Regions from separate parts of the Callithrix jacchus genome. Here region 1 is linked to region 2. The links are chromatin contacts, called in public Hi-C maps. All regions are on one chromosome and are shown on one strand. Each heading gives the region's core, a stretch centred on a gene start, on an enhancer-like site or on the middle of the called end of the contact. The rest is flanking DNA. Distances are from core to core; before and after follow the strand shown. Region 1 has its middle 720 kb from the start of QKI. Region 2 has its middle 570 kb from the start of QKI.

Region 1 (7,032 bases), core at 38-2,537, 150 kb before region 2:
CAGAACGTAATCAGCCGTCTACAAATAAAGCCCATCCCATGACTCCACTCGGCAGGCATCCGGCTCTCTCCAGCCTCTTGTTTCCAACAGTTGCATCAGCCGCAAACACACGGTGAGCTGGTGTTTGGCAAATCAGGTCTCAGAAAGACTGCTCTCCTTTTTCTCAATTTCCAGAAGCCAAATTCGTTTGACTTTGGCGAGATATTGAGGCACAAACGTGTCGAAGCAACAGTTGATGGAAGTGTATGTTTTGGGTGCTCTCTTGGTTCTAATAACAGCTAACATTATTGAATGTCAGGTAATGGTAGTTCCAGGTAATATCTCCATTAACCCTCCCAGGAGACTGCAGGCAGGTACGTTTTTCAGATGAAGACACTGAGGAGCACATGTTTAATAGCTTGCTGAAAACCACATGGCAAGTTAATGGCAGGGCCAGCCCCTGAGCGCAGATAGACTAGACCAACAGCTCACCCTCTTAGCCACCCCACTGTGCTCCTTCTGGGGTGCCAGTCCACTGAGCCGCCCCACTGTGCTCCTTCCGGGGTACCAGTCCAAAGCCACCCCACTGTGCTCCTTCCGGGGTGCCAGTCCACTGAGCCACCCCACTGTGCTCCTTCCGGGGTGCCAGTCCACTGAGGTGCCCCACTGTGCTCCTTCCGGGGTGCCAGTCCACTGAGCCACCCCACTGTGCTCCTTCTGGGGTGCCAGTCCACTGAGCCGCCCCACTGTGCTCCTTCCAGGGTGCCAGTCCACTGAGCCACCCCACTGTGCTCCTTCCAGGGTGCCAGTCCACTGAACCTAACAGAGATCCCGTAAGTGCTGTCTTAGAAACATGAGAAAATCCCTATTTCTTTGATTTTAAAAAAATAGAATTTAAGCAAAAAGATAAAATTAAGGAATTCCCAATTCTCAGCAAATGCCCCAGTTTGCCTTGTTCCATTTTGAGCCTGTGGTTGCTGTTTTGGTTTATATCATCGGTGGTGGTGGTGTTTCTCAGAGTTGTTTGAGAATTACAGGGATTAAAATTTGCTGAACAATTTCTGGGACATGACGGTAAGATTCAACCCAAAATGTCAAAGACAAGAGCTGGGGGTTGGGGTGCTCTGGTGCTGGCTCCAGCCCAGGGGATGGAGATGTCTGCCCCTTTACTTTGGGCTGCGAAATAGGCCAGCGAAGGTAAGAAACCCCAAATGCAATCTCCAAGGCAAAAGACTAGGGTAAGGGCACTGGCAGGACATTGAACTTGAAGCAGAGAAGAACAAGACCCTTCTCCAGGGCTTGCAGGACTCCCTGGCACGCAGCACCTTTGGGATGAGACACCGGTACCTCTCTGGGCGTTCCCAGGGCTCCTGGAACATAGAGAGATTCCAGACCTACTCACACCAGGGACTCAGGAAGCAAACTTCAGGACGGGGTCTGCACACCACTAGAGGGAGCCAGGGGCATGGGTGTCCACATGTCTGAGGGTCCCCAGATCCGAGGAAGGCCTGAGGAACCCCAACAACAGCTGTAGTCACACGTTTGCATGTTCACACACAGCACACCCACCCCTGCACATCCTCAGACACAACGAAAAGGACATGCCCAGAGGCAGTGGATCCTCCTGGAACCCGCAGCCTCGGCGCAGGGCAGCCACACAGAGCCACACGTGGCTGAGCACCCAAGGAGGGGCCCTGCAGGCTGCCAGACCCACCAGGGCTGTTCCCAAAGAGGTGGAGGTAGGTATTTAGGTGAGGGACAACGTGGTGGCAGCAGGGCAGCCGGTGATGTTGGCTTAATATTTTTGTCACATCTGGGCCGGCCACACAAGAATCACAAAGTCCCAGTGGTTGGGCTTCTCCAAGAAACAGGCAGCTCTCAATGCAAAGAATCTTTCAATTATGCTCATCGAAATGAGCAGTGCCTCTGGCCGGGGCAGCGTGAGTACAGTTTGGAGTCCTAGCCCGCAGACTGTGAGCATGAGAAGGACCCCAGAGGTCAGAGAGCTCAGCTCCTCAGCACTGGCCCCACTCACGCTTCCTGCAAGGGAAAAATGCTGACACCACTTCTGAAGGCTTCATGATCCAGGAGAGCCATCTCTTTAGTCAAAGAAAAGCTAAAGCTCAGATCCATATCGACAGCATTGACTCACCAGAGCCCCAAGCGAGCCCCACTTCTGCCTGCTGACGACAGACCCCCTCGCACCACCACAACCATGAGAAAGACAGCATCAGTTTCCAGAGCAGGCAGGTTCTTCCCCACCTGATCCAGAGGAGCAGCGAGAACTAGAGCCCCCGATACTAACTTGGACGAAAACCATCCCTGCTCTTTGCTGGTATCTCCATAAAGAACTGCATATGCTACTCTGGACGCAAAACTCTATGACCAGACATGTGCTAAATACAGATCTGTGTGAATATATAGATTAGACTGAGCACACAACAGAAAAACAAGCTGGTTGTTCATCCCTTCCCCTCCCTCCGCAGGAATCTGGCTTGAGATAAAGGTTTCATCTTTTAGCAATAACATTCTCTGAGTCCAACTGAGCGCGGCAAAGGGAAATAAACACGCTGGCTTCTGAACCAGGTTTTGCCGTGGGTTGACACCGCCCCTGATAAAGGATTAACCTCTTGTTGCCTCGGGCCCCTGCTCTACAAAAGATGACCCCTATTTTCAACCCAACAATTTCAATACATAATTCCTGGTGGCCATGAAGCATGGTTTAATGATGTAAATGTTTAACCGAGGTTGCGCTCAAGCACCCCTCGTGCTATTTTGGTGTTAAGCGTGGCTCCAGCCCTCACAGTTACACAGAAATTCAGTGTCCATTATAAAGGAAAAAAAGAATGATGTGTGCACAGAAGAAACCCAGCTTCACAGACCACACCTGTTGTGCCCTGGCAAGTCTGAGGAGGCAGATGTTCTCAGCTGTCCTTCAGGAAAAGTCTTGGAGTATGGTTTCTGGTTAATACATGCCTGTCCCTCACAGGCGCAGTGGCTCATGCCTGCAATCCCAGCACTTTAGGAAGCTGAGGCGGGCTGATCACCTGAGGTCGGGAGTTCGAGACCAGCCTGACCAACATGGAGAAATCTCATCTCTACTAAAAATACAAAAACTAGCCAGGCGTAGTAGTGCATGCCTATAATCCCAGCTGCTTGGGAGGCTGAGCCAGGAGAATCACTTGAACCCAGGAGGTGGAAGTTGCAGTGAGCAGAGATGGTGCTATTGCACTCCAGCCAGGGCAACAAGAGCAAAACTCCATCTCAAAAAAAAAAAAAAAAAAAAATATATATATATATATATATATATATATTATACCTGGCCCTCACCCAATAGTGAAATTATCATCCTAGTCCCTATTAGGGTCTCTTTTGTTGCCTGTGGCCCCATTTTATTTTTCAATAAAAATTGAAGAAATTAGGAAACAATGCAAGATCCAGTGTCCCCCACGCTGCCCAAGAACTGTAGGGTACCCTAAAAATGACTCGGAGGGCATGTGAAGTAAGGAGCTTCTCGCCTGCTGAATTACATCTTCCAATTTAACTGTTTGGGAAGGTTTGGCTTAAACTACCCAAACTTAACTAGGGCGGAAACAAGTCAGATTCCTGACCATTTGTCCTAGGAAATCCATACCTGAAAAAAGATATTTTTAGAATTCCTATGTGATTCATCAGTTTCAGAAATAACACATAGGTACTGAGAATCAACAGTGTCTTTCCATTTGGAAGAAGACATTATTAGCAGGTAAAGGTAGCCGCTGTAAAAAGTAAATAAATCCCCAGAGGACAGTAGCTTATGGCTGGCTCCTGTATCCATCTTGGGCACGTGTTCCTGGTCTGTGGGTAGCTTTCAAGACCTGAGCTGCCGGCCTTCCTGTGATTCCAAGTCCTCAGTATCCAAACCGCAGAGGGAGGGGTAGAGGGTGCTGATGGCCATCGGCTCCCTAACTGCTACGGCTCAGAAATGACAATGTGGCTTCTGCTCACATTCTAATGGTGAGAACTTCTCACAGGACCCCAACTGTTTGGAAACAAGGCTGAGAAGTGGAGTTCCCCAGCTCAGCAGCCATTTCTTAGGGACAATTTTTTTCTGTGGTTGGGAAAGGCTAAATTTCCGTGGACAAACAGCCATCTCTGCCACATGGTAAGGCACCAAACTATTCCATAGTATGCCCACAGTGACTGCAGCCCATGACCCTGAGGCCCTACCAGGGATCAAGAGTTGTCTACTTTGCAAGGAAATATACTTATTTTTTAAAAGACTCTGACTAATTGTAAGTTCTTATGTTGGGCTGTAATATTTCGTCATGCAGCTTCCGCCTGTTGCTCTTAGTTCTTCCTTTCCGGAATCACACAGAGTAAGTCTACTTCATCTTCCTTGACAGGCCTTCAAAGGATTAAAGATCCACCATGTGTCCCTTAAGTGATTAATTTTCTAAGCATCTGCAGCTTCCTATTGATTTTCATTGCATTTATTACACTAGGATACCCACGTGACTATGCCTGGCTTTCTTAAAATGTTTAGCCAAGAATGAAAACGCTTCATCAGGTGAGAAGAATCAACTTCCGTGGGACTAGATGAGAAAGGCTCAGTGCATCTCACGCTGAAGGCTGTTGATACGGAAAACCATTCTTGGGGAACCCTTCCTACTTTCTCATCTGCTGGATGGCAGGAAGTGGAATGATGGTAGCCCGGGGCTCCTGGTGGTGGGTCTTCAGAGATTAGAAGCCCTGATATTTTTCCGCCTTCCTTTCCACAGGGTTCGTGCAGTGTAGACAGTTTCAGCATGAAGGCTTGTTTCAGATCAATGCTTTTTAAAGCTAAGGAAGAAAAATATGGCTGAACTAAAACGATAATAAAGAGAGTTCCAGATAATACGGCCTTTTATGTAGGCCTTACATCACACGAGCCATGCTTTAGAGAAGTCCTGGAGGTGAGTGTAAATTAGACACAGAATCTTTTTATTTTTAAAGAAATTAATAAAGTTTAGATTAAATATTAAAGAGAAAGGCTACAGTCCATTCCTCCTGGATGAAGGCTGAGAAAAATGAGGTCTGTTCCACTTCCTCCCTTGGGGCTGGCCTGGTAAAACAGTCTTTATAAAAATATTTTTAAGATTTTAAAAAATATTTTAAAATTAATTGTTATAATTAGAAATTGCGTCATGTGTAAGAATACTTTCTGCCAGCAATTTGTCTCTATTATATTTTATTTTGCTCTATTTTGATGAGAGAAAGGAAAAGTGGAATTGCGAGCAACCTTTTAATGTGGTTTAGAAACTTAATGTGGAAAGAGTACTAATATTGTAATTACTAGTTTTCATTTATCAGCCACAGTTCTCTCTGTCGCTTCTGCTATTTAAAGTTACTGCTCACATACTGTGGCTAATTCCCTTTGTTAAATTTCACAGTGAATGCAGCTTCCTGCATATTTGTTATTGCAGTCCTATGGATGTAGGCTTCTCAGATAAAGGAAAAGCTCGGTGCATCCATCTGTGGGCAAATTAAAAATGAGTTTAACCCCCTGGCTTCCATGGTTCTTTCCCCTTAGGCAAAACGTGTCCCATGCTTCTGACTGACAAGACATAAAATCAGAGTAACATATATGTTTCATTTTTAATGGAATTTGGTAGAACATCAGAAGCAACTGCTTCACTAAGACCCCGAATTCATACAAAGAGACCACCTGGGGAGGAGGTGGAGGGGCCGTGGCTGGAGCAGAGGATTATGGCGCTGGGAGAACAAGAGAAAAACCGTGAAATACTTCTGAAGTTGGAAGGGGAAATGTCCATTTTCATTATTTAAGGTCTGTTTCCTAACAAATGATTAGTTCATTTGCAAGTGGGTTGGAGTTTTCTGAATCATGGTAATACCAGCTCCTTACACAGAGAGAGTCAAGGAGAGAGAAACGGAGAAAAAGTGGAAGATTTTCAGGGAGAGGAAAGAAGTCTTCTCCACTTGCCTACTTTCCACAGAACTGCCGCCAACCGGAGTCGGCCCCTCGAAGAAACTTTCCTCTTATCCTTTTCTCCCATTGTAATTTTCAGAGCGAGGGAGAGAGGTCAGTAAGGAAACAATCAACCCTTCAACCCTCCCTTTCTGTTCCTATCAATCTAATTCTGAAAACATAGAAAGGGAGGTTTACCACACATAATCATGGATTCTGCTCTGCCACTGGGAATTATAACATTTATTTATTCATTCAACAAATATTTATTGAATGCACCAGGCTCCATTTTATTATAGATTCTGGGGTAAAGGAGTGGAAATTCAGGGCAGGTCCCAGCTTCCCAGGAGCCATTGTCTGCTGGAGGAAGGCTGTCATAAACCAGAAAACAAAAACAATGCCTAGGAAGGAGATGAAGCAGGGCAACGAGAGGCAAAAGCACAAGCGCGACCTGGTGACTGCCAGGGAAAGCCTCTGGGGAGGTGGCCTTTGACTTGAGGCCCCAGTGATGCAAAGGACCTGGCTGAGGGAGGGGCAGACACTGAGACTCCTGGCCAGGATGTGCAGCAAGTGCTGGAGGAACCCAAGGAAACCTGGGTAGTGACCTGGAGCACAGGAGAGCCTGCAGGTGGAGGAGGAGGACCCATACTTGGGGGAGGGGGCTGCAGGTGGAGGAGGGAGCCTGCAGGTGGGGGGGGTGGCAGGTGGAGGAGGGGGGTGGCAGGTAGAGGAGAGGGGCTGCAGGTAGAGGAGGGGGGCTGTAGGTGGAGGAGGGGGGCGGCCGGTGGAGGAGGGGGGCGGCAGGTGGGGGGGGCGGCAGGTGGGGGGGCGGCAGGTGAAGGAAGGGGGTGGAAGGTGGAGGGGGGAAGCAGGTGGAGGAGGGGGGCTCCAGGTAGAGGAGGGGGGCTGCAAGTAGAGGAGGGGGCTGCAGGTGGAGGGGGGCTGCAGGTAGAGGAGGGGGCTGCAGGTAGAGGAGGGGGCTGCAGGTAGAGGAGGGGGGCTGCAGGTGGAGGAGGGTGGCTGCAGGTAGAGGAGGGGGGCTGCAGGTGGAGGAAGAAAGCTGCAGGTGGAGGAGGGGGCTGCAGGCAGAGGAAGGTGGCTGCAGG
Region 2 (7,772 bases), core at 1,677-4,176:
TTTCACAAAACACAAACCCTTCCCTCCAGCAACATCCAGCGTAAGGTCGCAGGATGCAGTGTTGAGAACACACATGCAGGCTTTACATGTTCATTTAAAAAGGTTTCTTAGAAAAGTTCCAAATATTTCATGGCCCCAGATCGAAGTAACGTCTTTAAATCTACAAATGATATAAAGAGATGTCAGAGTTTATCAGAGTACCATATATGAAAAGTGACATAAAAGGAGTTCGGGATTTTTTTCTCTCCGTGACTTTGGAATCAACATTTGCTTCATTGAGAAAGCAACAGTGTCCTGCCAGCCTGGCGGGCTCAACCTGGAACCTTGAAATCAAGCTGTTTTCTTTCTGGTTTTGACGCTGTCACCAGGAATAAACATTCTATCATCGCGACGCTGCTGACTCCGGAATCTCAACCCAGGGTGGGAAGGAACGCTGGCTGCTCCCTTTTCTCCTCACTTTAAGGTATTGATTGACAGGGCCTGCGACAAACCGAAGTGACCCCTTTTGGACCTATTCTGGGGAGTGATTTTCTACGAAATAAGTGGTGCTGTTCCGCTACACTTAGGAGAACAACCAAGACCCTGTCGCCTCTGTCGCCTCCTTGTCCCCTAATAAAGCTGGGGTGGTGGGGAGGGGCCATGCCGGTATCCAGGCCCCAGATGCTCTTTTGGCAAAACAGCAATCCCGGGATCTGCCAGGACATCGCTGGGACTTATTTTCATGGACCTGCTTGCCCCTCCCCAGATCACACAGCCTGTCCAGATGGCCAAGGTAGCGGGGCCATGAGACAAGGCGGGTCTGTGCCAGGAGGACCTGAGTGCTACGTTGGTACCAGGAAGGTGTGGGCTTCCGGGGACAGAGTCTCCTACCTCTGCCTTGGTGGGAAGGGGGCTTCATCCATGGACAGGCTCGAGGTCCCTGCAGCTGAGGCCCACAGGGAAGAGCATCCCCAGCGTGCGAGGAAGCTGCTCTGACCATGGCACCCAGGGAAGCTCCATGCTGTCCCAGCACCCACAGGTGGCTTAGTCCATACCTGTCTGTGCTCTGTCTGCTGTGCAGGCAGCTCTGAAACCTTCAGCAAGAAGCTCCCATTGGCCCCCAGCTGAGTGGCACCTGCATGGTTCACAAACCAGGCTCCACCGACTGGCCTTCGGAGCCACACTAAAAAGCCACCTGCAGGAGCAGCTTTGGAAAATTATTATTTTAATTGACAATTAACAATTCTATGTATTTGCAGGGTTCAATGTGATGTTTTGGTCTAGTATACAATGCCGAGCGATTGAATCAAGCATATTAACAGATCCACCACCTCTCTTATTGTCTGTGGCAGGACATGTGAAACTACTTTCTTAGCAATTTAGAAACATACAAAACATCATTAACGATGGTCAGGATGCTGGGCCACTGATCTCAAGAGCTCTGAGTCTGAGAATCTGCCTCTGGGGGAAGAGGGAGGGCCTGATGAGAGAGGCTTACACTAAACAGCATCTTGGTTTTATGGAGGTTTCCTAGAGTTTTTTAAAAATTGAAGAAAGCCTCGCCCTTGGAACCCAGATTTGTGTCTCTCTCCAGCAAGGGGCCTGTGACACTCGGCCTGCTTGTTCTATTGAATGTCCTCTGCAAGGGCATTCACACAGCTTCCACTTGGGGTTTGTTTTTAGCTGAAAGTGTCCTCCCCTCCTGGATCCCTCACACATCACCCTCCCTTACCTCCTGGTAAACTAAAGCCACCCCTAAGTGAGGAGGCAGAGCCTGAGCTGGGTGGGAGGACAGTTCGCACGCTGACATTTTAGTCAGTGAAGAATTGGTAACAGGTGTAGAGGCTGGTCTTCAAAAATCCTCACATGTCGCAGAAGGCCTCAGATTTGAGGAGGAAAGTAACTGTGCAGCCCCCGGCCAGCCGCTCCCCAGACACCTCCCTCTCAGAGGCAAGAGCCTCCCAGGAGCTGCATGGCTGTGTGGCTGGGAGGGCCCCGTATGGAGCCCCATGCTAAATAAAGCTGCAGGGACAGAGATAAACAAGTGTTCCTGACTCAAGTGCTTGCACACAATATCCTGTATCTGGGCCGAGATAGCACACCCAGGCGAGTGGCCAAGTGCCCCCGCAGCACGACCCACAGGTCCTAACAGGCACCAGGCTCCCTCCTTCAGAGAAGGGAGATAGAGAGTTAATTGGGACACATTATTCAAGGGGTAAGGCCCCTCGGAATAGATGTCAAACCCCACAGATACCAATGTCACATTCCAGAAGGAAAATGGCCAGGGCCAATGGGAATAACCCAGGCTGCTCCTCCCACAGGAGCTGAATCAGATCCCACGGAGCCCGCCTGCTTCACATGCTAACGTGATGATGAATGTATGAAAATATTATCATCAAATCCTTCAGGACTATATTTGCAATGCCATGTACACCGCTTCAGGGAGCAAACTGTCCTGCTGTGACTTTATATTAATCTCTGGCTTCTGGCTGGTCACAGGGTACCACATGCACTATAATTAGATTTTGGAAGTGTGTTCAGGGAGGAGGAAATGGTGTAATTAAGGTAACCTCTTTGATGCCCAAGTGCATCCTTCAGAAAGGAGCCCGAAACGCCCGCCCTCCCAGGCTTCACACTGCCCTTCAAGGGCAGAGCCCCCACCACAGGGCTTCTCTTTAAAGGGACCTATTTTCCAAGTCAGAATCAATCTGGTGAGGTTGTTAGCTCATGGTGCATATCTGGACAACTTCAGGGGAAAGCCGGGCAGCGCACTTAGAAACTCTGACTTTGCATTTGGGCTACAAAATCCCATCTTCAGGATGGGGAGCCATAAAGGACATTATGGGGGTCTGGGGGCCTCATTTAAATAGGCAATCCAACAAGTGGCACAGGGCCTCTAGAAGCTGACTTGGCCAAGGCAGGCGACGGCAAAGCAAGACTCTGCACCTTTCTGCATCTTCCATTCAAGGAGCGTGCTTCGCACCAGGCAGCCAGCTCTTAATGTCCACTTCCAGGAGCAGGAAGAGAAGGAACCGAGAGGCAGCAGAACGTCTGACCCAAGCTGTCCAAGCCCAACCCCTTGCTCTCGAGCTCTGCCCACTGAGGATCACTTTGGCCACTGGGACAAGGAGGAGTGACACGGCTGAGGTGTGGTGAGCCCCTGGTCACTGCGATGTGCTGCACTCGTAACCCTCTCACCACATGTGGAGGAGCTGGGGCCGGAGGAAGCAGCACAAGACCCAGTGGTCCTGTCACCCCCTGCAGGAGGCCACCATAGCCCGACCTTGAGACCCAGATCAGCCCAGCCTCACCCTGGAGGGCTGCCCAGGAGGCTACAGCCTCTAGAGCAAAACCAAAGTGGTTGTTTGAAGCCACTGCATTTTGGGAAGGTGGTTATACAGCAATCAATGACCGACAGCTCCTATGCCTCCCTTTCCTACTTCCAAAATGAGGACGAAGTCCTCCCCCTGGAGCGCAGTGGCGAGGAGCAAGGAGGTGGTGCCGCAGCCCGCGAAGCCCAGCCCCTGCCAGCCCCGTCACAGAGGTGCGCTGTCTCCAGCACAGTTCCAAAATGCAAGGGTCACTGACACTTTTCCAAATTTCCAAGTTTTAGAAACAACAGTTTGGCATGTAAGAAATGCAAGCGCTGCGCTTTTTTAATGTCAGAGCAAATGAAAGAACGGCAGCGAGAGCTTCTTGCATCATTTCTGTATCCCTTCATCTCCAGTGACGGCGACAGGACGCGGCCCTCCCGGCGCACCCTTTGATCCTCTGGGCAGGTTTTGTAGCCCCCAAAGCTGAAAACTGAGGGTGAGAGTCCCAGGCGCCTGTGTATCCTCCTCACACCCCACCCCCCCCCCCCCCCCCCCCCCCCCAGGGCGAGGCCTCAGCAGCTCCCAGCCCTGCACAGGTTGAAGACACCAAAAGTTTCTTCTCCCTCATGCTCTTCAAGCCTGCACAGAGCTGGAAAGGGGATGACAGGGGTCACCAACAGAAAATGCCACTGTGCTAATTAATGAGCACCACGGAAGGGGCACCAGAAAGCGTCTGCCATTATCTAGTCTCCAAAAATCAAGGAAAAGGAGGAAGCTGCTCTCTGGAAAAGGAGCCGTGGGTTAGTGGCTCATTTCTGCATTTCGAGGAGCTTCCCACAACACCACTTCCCGTCTCCTGCAAGCCCTCCTTGCTCTATTCCACCAAGAAGAGCTAAATTACACACGCGTGTGTAAGGAGTGGAAAGCAGAAGAGAGGGAGGATGAGGCACCAAGGCATGGCTGAGGGGCCCGCCATGCACCCAGCACACCCCAGGTGGCCCCACAGGGTGCTGTGGCCCTCTCAGCCCAGGAGCCAGGAGCAGAGAGAAGCCGGGTTGGAACCCAGCCTTCCTGACAGCAGCATCAGGATTCCTCCTGCTCCTCCATGCCAGCCAGGGAAAGGAAGCTTAGGGTGTCCTGATTCTGGGCTGGGAGAAACGCAGCACACAGAGGAGCATGTCCTGGGGCAAAGGCTCCAATCCTTGCAGAGACAGAACATCTGGATTAAACACAAATGACCCAGTTCAATCCCTGGCACTCACTGAGAATTTAGACAACAAATCTCAACCAGAACAACAAAGAGCTGATATAATTGCCGCGATGAGGCTGGGGCTTCGGGGATTGCCTCTGTGGAATTAAAGGAAGCGGATAAGGTTCTCCCCCTTTGTAAGGATTATCACAAGAGCCATTGGTAAGGTCTGTTATTTTAGAGAAAAATGGGTTTTGAACATGTTCTTCAGTTTGTAGGGCTAAATCTCCCGGGCGTGTGACTGGAGCTTCTGTCGGAATGACATTTTTATCCATTCAGGAAGCATTTATAAAACACCGGCTAAGAATAGCGACCCATCCCAAAGAAACAGGAGAAAGCTCAGCAGTGAGCCCTCGGCGAGCTTCCCAGCGTCCGGGAGACAACACCTGCGGAGGGAGTGCGGCGCAACATGGAGTGAGCGCCCACATGTGAGCCGGAAGAGAACAGCCGAGGGGTGGTCCCTGCCAGCCCAAGCTGGGGACCTCACGAAGGAGGCAGGCCTGGAGCTCACCAGAACAGGGGCTCCCACTCGCGATCAGGAGATTCCAGGACGGAGCTGTCCCGCTCAGTGGGCGGGGCGCCAGTAGCAGAACCTTGATCATCAGCTCAGTCGCCAGGATTTCAGGGGGACACATTGGAACCCCTGAAGGCTTCAGTGGAATTTCCCAGAGAAAGTCCCAGGTATCTGTGATGGTGATGCTGGAATCATCGGTGCTGAAGTAAAAAGAATCGGGTTTGTTGAGTACAAAAAGAATTGCCAGCAGGACTCAGTGGTTCACACCTATAATCCCAGCACTTCCTGAGGCTGAGGTGGGAGGATGGCTTGAGCCCAGGAGTTCGAGGCCAGCCTGGGCAACATAGTGAAACTTCATCTCTATGCAAAAAAATATATACAAAAATTAACCTGGTGTGGTGGTATGCACCTGTAGTCCCAGCTACCCGAAAGGCTGAGGCAGGAGGATCACCTCAGTCCAGGGAGGTTGAGGCTGCAGTGGGTCATGCGTGACTGCACACTGCACTCCAGCCTGGGACAGAGCGAGACCCTCAAGACCTTGTCTCAAAAAACAAAAAACAGAGAGAGAGAGGGAGAAAGAGGGAGAATTGCCATTTGCGTTACGTTTCCTCGACTCAGAATAAAAGTCTTTTTTTTAAATCCCACGCATTTTCTTGTCAGAGTCCTAATTTGGAATTAGGGCGGCCAAGTTCAGGAAATAACAACAGAGGATGCCCAATGGAATTTGAACTTCAGATAAGTAGGGAATAATTTTTGAGTAGACAGATGTCCCAAACTCGGCCAGGGCCTGATGTATATTGTAGAACAACCTACTTCCAAGCAGGAGGGAGGAGCTGGACATCAGCAGGAATTCCCGGATCCGTGGGACCTGCGTTGTGCTGAACAAGAGCGCAGCACGAGGAAGCCCACAGGGCGAGGCCCAGCTGCCAGGGGACCTAACACCAGTTCCACATTCCTTTGACATGGCTCATATTCAAAGTCACCAGAAGTTTTCTGTCTGAAGGAATTGAATACATTTTTGGAGGAGAGAATATTTCTGTAATGGGAAGAAACAACTATCTAATAAATATGCTTAATAATGTTGTGGATTCTATTTAAATCAAATATCTATCTATTGCATTTTCTTAAGGGAAGAAAGAGGTTTGAACAGTAAGACTGTAGAGTCCTGAACCTGAACGAGGTTACTCGAAGCAATTAGGGAACCCTGAAAGCACCTGTGTGGAAGCTCTGGCTGAGAGTGGACCCAGAAGGACAGAAAACGTGCTCTTCTCCTGCCCTGTCATTCTTCAGGGGAAACTGAAGCTGGGTGTTTTCTGACCCCAGAATCTGCAGGGTTAAGAGTCTAATTTATAAACCACTTCAGGATGCGACATTAAGACGGAAGACTTAGGATTGGAGAATTAATTTTCTCTTCCTCCTGGGTCAAGCAGCTCTTCCCAAAGCTGAGAATCTTCGCAGAATGAATATACCAAATGCCAGCCGTCCGGTAAGCACTGAATGACCCTAATCATTCTGACCATTTTGTACCACGTTCTGCAGTGGCCTAGATTAAATAGGAGGGAATCTATGTGACATGGTGCTCCTGAGAGCAAAGCTAAAGTATGCCAACCAAACCATGTTTTCTGGGGGGAAAACCTGGGGCACTCTCTTCTAGCAGTTAATCAAAAATAGGACAATACTTGAATTCCGGACTGAGAACTGTTTCTCGCATTGATACGGTAAGAAGTAACCAGCTACAGAGAAATCACAAGATCTGGATTAGACAAGAACACTTGCTTATGAAAACATAATTTAAAAAATCAGAACCTTGTGAATGTTTCATACTGGAAATCCTACACAATCTAAATTTTCTCATGAGATATTTTCTAGTAAACACTTGCATTGCCCAGTCACAGCTATAAAGTGAGTATGTACCTGTGTATGATCCCATGAGAGCACTTTCAAAGTAGCAAACCACTATAATGTGAACAGTAATCAGATCAGTTCCTTTTCAAACACTGTTCCATTTTATGAGAAGGGCTTGATCCCAAAACACCTGTATGACAGCAGTTCACTGTTTCCTACATAGAGTCAATACTTGATTGGCCTGTAAATCTAAGATGCATACAATTCTTAAGTCTTCCTTTTGAAAACTGCTAACTGTTAATGCATGTCCATTAAAACTAAGAAAAAGTCATCTTTATAAAATATGGATGAACCTAAGACTAAACAAAGATATTCATAAAGATAGCACAAAAAATGAACCAAGACTCAAAAGAATAATAAAAAATTCACTGACTACCCAAGTGCAAAGCATTGTGTCTCTCGGCATTAGAATATGATTAAGAAATAGCCTTCCCGCAATTGTATGTAGGGTGGAATAATTAGAATAGAATTGAAGTATTCGTTGAAACAGAAAGCTTAGAAAAATGAGTGAAGAACATCAGTGGATTTCTTAAAACTGATATTCTGCAAAGAACTTTTCCAGAGAGCTTAATAAATGTGCCACAAAATAAACGCCCATGGTCAAACAAATTTGAGAAAAACTCAGTGTTGTCCAAAATGCACTTTTCATATTAAAGGCACTGAGAAGTTCTGCAACAAAGAATCATGTTTAATTGTATTTAATCCACCATTTCCAGAATTTGAAATGAGAGACTATGACACCCACACCACCTCCCTGCATACTTTTTATCAACCAAAAGAATCATTTCTCGGGAAATTCTAATTTGAGAAA

Evidence for each region. A called contact is a pair of places that touch in the nucleus more often than the background predicts.
Region 1: a contact with region 2 is called in a Hi-C map of skeletal muscle, with 5 times the contacts expected there. The contact joins two enhancer-like sites. A contact is called at or near these places in 2 of 3 Hi-C or Micro-C datasets (induced pluripotent stem cells and skeletal muscle).

Annotation. Positions count from the first base shown.
Region 1 is chr4:170,676,421-170,683,452 of calJac240_pri, reverse strand. No RefSeq gene overlaps it. Among named protein-coding and RNA genes, the nearest start is that of QKI, 720 kb to the right of the region's middle. Within about 2 kb of position 1,287, at least 4 of the 16 cell types and tissues checked have an H3K27ac peak or open chromatin away from gene starts, as enhancers often do. A contact at or near this core is called in skeletal muscle, where this site is marked.
Region 2 is chr4:170,525,520-170,533,291 of calJac240_pri, reverse strand. No RefSeq gene overlaps it. Among named protein-coding and RNA genes, the nearest start is that of QKI, 570 kb to the right of the region's middle. Within about 2 kb of position 2,926, at least 2 of the 16 cell types and tissues checked have an H3K27ac peak or open chromatin away from gene starts, as enhancers often do. A contact at or near this core is called in skeletal muscle, where this site is marked.